Regions from separate parts of the Macaca mulatta genome. Here region 2 is linked to region 1. The links are chromatin contacts, called in public Hi-C maps. All regions are on one chromosome and are shown on one strand. Each heading gives the region's core, a stretch centred on a gene start, on an enhancer-like site or on the middle of the called end of the contact. The rest is flanking DNA. Distances are from core to core; before and after follow the strand shown.

What was found. A called contact is a pair of places that touch in the nucleus more often than the background predicts.
Region 2: a Hi-C map of fetal cortical plate shows a contact between it and region 1, with 5 times the contacts expected there. The contact joins the promoter of FJX1 here to the enhancer-like site in region 1. A contact is called at or near these places in 5 of 14 Hi-C or Micro-C datasets (CD4 T cells, cortical neurons, fetal cortex germinal zone and 2 more).

Annotation. Positions count from the first base shown.
Region 1 is chr14:28,790,580-28,793,357 of T2T-MMU8v2.0, reverse strand. No RefSeq gene overlaps it. Among named protein-coding and RNA genes, the nearest start is that of TRAF6, 25 kb to the right of the region's middle. Within about 2 kb of position 1,302, at least 1 of the 40 cell types and tissues checked has an H3K27ac peak or open chromatin away from gene starts, as enhancers often do. A contact at or near this core is called in fetal cortical plate, where this site is marked.
Region 2 is chr14:29,661,049-29,663,801 of T2T-MMU8v2.0, reverse strand. It overlaps FJX1 (four-jointed box kinase 1), which reads left to right and starts at 1,408. Exons shown (of 1, transcript XM_015114526.3): 1 at 1,408-2,753. The coding sequence starts at 1,626.

The DNA of each region.
Region 1 (2,778 bases), core at 53-2,552:
AAGATCCACACATTAATGAATGTTACCCATTATTTAATATCTAAATATCAAATTCTAGTTTCCACTTTACAGGGAAAAGGACACGAAGACAAAACTGACTGGTTTTGTCAGTGGGGAGAAAATTTGTCTCAGCTGCTAATTTCGTGATCTATATGCTAAATTATACCTCTTCATCCCTCTGAGAACATAATTCTGGAAGCTTGTAGAAGCAAAATAGGCCCCACATTACATTCTCACCACAGAAATTAGATAACTTATCAAGTGCAAAAATAACACGAGAATATTCTGCACAATTTATCAAGGACCTTCAAATAAATCCATTACAAAACAAAAACAAAAACAAAACCAAAAACCCCTTCAGGCAAACAAAACAAAACAAAACAAAAAAAAACCAAAAAAACCCCTAAAATTCAGCATAACAAATTTACAAAGTTTAAAATTAGCTTAAAGTGAGGGCTACATTCTAGTTACAAAGCAAATGTCCCAAGTCCCCCCAAAGAACTGAAGACAAATTGATTAAAGTTGTTCAATTATTTTAGAATGTTTTTAGAGACACCAAACTTGAAGTCTCATTAAAAGTAACATCTATCAAGTGATAAAGCAAATGTAACATAATACTCCTGCAGATTCTAGGTGGTATATGTTCACTATACAAGTCTTTCAACATTTCTGCGTTTGGGAAATTTCACAAAATGCTGAAGAAAAAAAGCAAAAAGAGTAATATCTACGCCTTACCATCTAAAATTTACATGACAACTAAGGTACCAGAAATTGGTTGGCTTCAACTGCTGCTTTCAATAAATGTTCATTATTACATATATGAGTGTGTGCGACGTGCCAGGCACTGTGGTAAGAAGAGGGGATTCAGCACACATCCCCATTCCACAGAGTTTACCTTCTCCTAGGTCAACTCTTGCTTAGAACTATGGTCACTGCTGCTTGGGCGATTGTCCGAGTGGGACCACACCTGCCTTCAGAGCTGCAGAAATCAAGAGCAGAGAGAGGCACATGCCCCAACTTCCCCATCTTAAAGGCAGGGCTAGCGTCCTGCTGAGAAAGCACTCAGAGAGGAAAAGCAGCACCACATCTCTCATTTCCTAAAATGTTTTTCCCACCTAGAATGATTTTTCAGGATTTTGTAACCCGCATTTCCTGTGGGGAAACAGCTTTAAAATATTACAGACACAAGTAACATTTAGTGAAACCACCAGGCATCTCCTTGCAAGTGTCTGTTTTTGACGGAAAGTGAAGGCTGTAATTGACTGTCACAGTCTGCCAAGATCCATCCAATTTGATTTCATCAGATCATCTTTCTGGATACTGGGAATTTGTGAGTGCCAAGTACACTCGACAGGCACAAGGATAGAAATGGAGAAACTAACTTACAGTCCGTCATGTCAATCTGGGAGTTTAGAAAAAGCACACTTCAAAATAAAAATATAAATGACTACTTATTGCTCCTTTTTCATTTCCTTAAGGCATTGCACTGCTTAGGTTCTAAGCAACCAGGCATCACAAACAGAATCTGATGTTTTGGTTGTGTCTTGTGAGACAGTGTCACACTCTGTCACCCAGGCTGGAGTGCAGTGGCATGATCTTGGCTCACTGCAACCTCTGCTTCCTAGGTTCAAGTGATTCCTGTGCTTCAGCCTCCCAAGTAGCTGGGATAACAGGCATGCATCATGACACCCGGCTACTTTCTGTATTTTTACAGAGATGGGACTTCACCATTTTGGCCAGGCTGGTCTTGCACTCCTGGCCTCAAGCAATCTGCCAGCCTCCACCTCCCGAAGTGCTAGGATTACAGGTGTGAGCCACTGTGCCCAGCCTAATGGTATTTTATATAAAATAATGAGTAGACCTTGAAGCAAGCCCAGAAGAGAACAGTGTTGGTACATCCAAGCAATTGTTCCTCTGTAAAAAGAATGTATTCTAATTGTACACATAATTCATAAGCATGCTGTTAGTTTATCTAAGACTTACTGGTATAAAAACAGTAATGGAGAATTATACTGTGACCTGTATAATTTTACAAGGGTCACAAAAATTAATTGCTAGAGATAGTCCAATAGCTCTGTATTAGTTCATCATTAGGATAAAAAACACCTGCCTTCATTCTGTTTCACTTTTTTCTACTCTTTATCCCCAAAATAAAAGTTAAATCACATTGTAGTATACTAATAAACAATCTTTGCTGCCAAAAGATAGTAACAAACTACCAAACTTCCAATCAACATTCAGACTTGCTTGCCAATAGCAAAATGTATGACATACAGCAAGTTTCATCCAGCATTGGGTTGGATGCTGGGCACGGTGGCTCATGCCTGTAATCCCAGCACTTCAGGAGGCTGAGGCGGGTGGATCATCTGAGGTCAGGAGTTCCAGACCAGCCTGGCCAATATGGTAAAACTCTGTCTCTACTAAAAATACAAAAACATTAGCTGGCGTGATGGCAGGTGCCTGTAATCCCAGCTACTTGGGAGGCTGAGGCAGAAGAATCTCTTGAAGCCGGGAGGCAGAGGTTGCAGTGAGCCATGGTCGCGCCATGAGTGTCAGTGAGACTGTCTCAAAACAAACAAACAAATGAAAAAAGCAAAAAAATCACTTGGTTAGACATCTCTGGAAAAAGAGGAAACAATTTCTTTTTAATTTAGCAATGTCCCAGAATGATGCCAAAAGATAAGTATGTTAAAAGATGGTTAGTAACATACAACATAAAGCCCAAAGGCTTGTACACCCAACTGAGTGAAACTAGCATGTTTAAGAATGGAGTAGGAG
Region 2 (2,753 bases), core at 159-2,658, 870 kb before region 1:
CCCTGAACTTGTGTCTACCCTGGGTATCTCAGTGTGGATCTGGGACTCATTCTGAGGCAGAGAGGTAAGGGAGAGGGCTGACTGGCATCCAAGAGTTTTCCTAGTAAATGTAACCCAGAGGTGACTGGAAGATGTGTTGGGGTGGAGAGGTTGTTCATTTTGTTTTGTTTGCTCCTTCACCACCTCCCCGCCCACCCTCCCCCCACCACCATTTGTTTTTCCCTTAAACCATAAAAGCAGTAAATCAAATGCAGTATGGGATGGAAGTTTTCTTTTTTTTTCTTTTTTTTCCTGTTCATTTGAAAACTCCTTTTAATTGAAAAATCACATTTGGGGAACAAAGTGGTCAAATGACAGTGAATTTCAAACTTGAGAATGCTGACTTGATTTTTTTAAAAATACTGATCTTTCTTGATGGAGGGAAAATCAAGCACATGCAGCCAAGAGACCTGAGTTTGACTTTTAGTTTCACCACTTGCTAACTGTGCAATCCTGAGCAACACCCATTCCTTCTCCGTGCCTCAGTTTCCTCATGGACAAAACGGTATCATTTCCTTCGAAAAGTTGTCCCTGACTCCCCTCTCCCCAGCACGAGGTTGGATGGCTATAATCTCTCTTAGCAACCTGAGAGTCCCACTGGAATGTAAACTCCAGCAGCATGGGACCGGGATCTGTGGATTTTGCTGCTGGTGAGCAAAACCAGAACCGAGGGGCAATCGCTGTGTTGAACGGATGCACGAATGAATGGGAGATGGCCTAGGTGTTCAAGGGCACGTGCACAGCGAGGCTTCATGCCCTGGGAGTCCCTTGGGAAAGGCAGAGGGCCAATAGTGATTGGTGCTGGTGTACGTGCTCAGAAAAGGGGGTGTCGGTTCAAAGTTGTTGGCTACAAAGGGTTCCTCTTTCCGCTGGAATCACATCCTCTGTGGCTCAGAGACATTCCCAGGGATTTACATAAAGCAGCGTGAATCACCCGGACAGACACTGAGAAAGCAAAGGGACTCTGCCTGATCCTAGCCTGGCGGAGCTCGGAGAGCGGTGGAAATTTGTCTGAAGTTTGCAGGAGACCCGGTGCTGCCTAGGCGAAGGGACCAGGCGACCACGACACCCCCACGAGGGCCCAGGGCGCGTCCCTCCCGCCAGGCCCCAGACTCCAGCTCTGCGCCACCCCCTCCTACGCTCTGGCGCGGGCGCAGCCAGTCCGGCTTCCTCCAGGCCCCTAAGTCCCCGACCGAGTGTGCGGCCGCCTCTCCCTCTCGGAAGAAGCCATCGCCGCTTTAAGGGGAAGAGGAGGGGAAGGGGGCGGGGGAGCGGGGGGCGGGGAGCGGCGGCGGAGGAGGGGGAGGGGGATCCCCCTCGCTCCCACGTGGTCCGGGCGCCTGTGAATCGCGCCCACCGGAGGGTCTCACAGCGAAATACAAAAGCAGCTGGGAAGCGGCGGCGACGCGAGTTCCCAGCGCCGGGCGGAGCGCCGGACAGAGCCCCGCAGCGCCCCGCGGCCGCGATGGGGCCGAAGCGCCCGAAGCCCCGGGGCCCACCAACTGCCGGGCCCGCCTCGCCGCCGGGACCCGGGTGCCTGGGCTCGGCTTGAAGCGGTGGCGGCGCACCGGCACAGTCGCGGGAGCATGGGCAGGAGGATGCGGGGCGCCGCCGCCACCGCGGGGCTCTGGCTGCTGGCGCTGGGATCGCTGCTGGTGCTGTGGGGAGGGCTCCTGCCGCCGAGGGCCGAGCTGCCCGCCTCCCGGCCGCCCGAAGACAGACTCCCACGGCGCCCGGCCCGGAGCGGCGGCCCCGCGCCCGCGCCTCGCTTCCCTCTGCCCCCGCCCCTGGCGTGGGACTCCCGCGGCGGCTCCCTGAAAACTTTCCGGGCGCTGCTCACCCTGGCGGCCGGCGCGGACGGCCCGCCCCGGCAGTCTCCGGGCGAGCGCAGGTGGCACGTGCCTGCCGGGCAGCCCCGGCCGGAGGAGAGCGCCGCGGTGCACGGGGGCGTCTTCTGGAGCCGCGGCCTGGAGGAGCAGGTGCCCCGGGGCTTTTCGGAGGCCCAGGCGGCGGCGTGGCTGGAGGTGGCTCGCGGCGCCCGGGTGGTGTCCCTGGAGCGCGGGGGTTGCGGGCGCAGCTCCAACCGACTGGCCCGCTTTGCCGACGGCACCCGCGCCTGCGTGCGCTACGGCATCAACCCGGAGCAGATTCAGGGCGAGGCCCTGTCCTACTACCTGGCGCGCCTGCTGGGCCTCCAACGCCACGTGCCGCCGCTGGCACTGGCCCGGGTGGAGGCTCGGGGCGCGCAGTGGGCGCAGGTGCAGGAGGAGCTGCGCGCTGCGCACTGGACCGAGGGCAGCGTGGTGAGCCTGACGCGCTGGCTGCCCAACCTCACGGACGTGGTGGTGCCCGCGCCTTGGCGCTCGGAGGACGGCCGTCTGCGCCCCCTCCGGGACGCCGGGGGTGAGCTGGCCAACCTCAGCCAGGCGGAGCTCGTGGACCTAGTACAATGGACCGACTTAATCCTCTTCGACTACCTGACAGCCAACTTCGACCGGCTCGTAAGCAACCTCTTCAGCCTGCAGTGGGACCCGCGCGTCATGCAGCGCGCCACCAGCAACCTGCACCGCGGTCCCGGCGGGGCGCTGGTCTTTCTGGACAACGAGGCGGGCTTGGTGCACGGCTACCGGGTGGCAGGCATGTGGGACAAGTACAACGAGCCGCTGTTGCAGTCAGTGTGCGTGTTCCGCGAGCGGACCGCGCGGCGCGTCCTG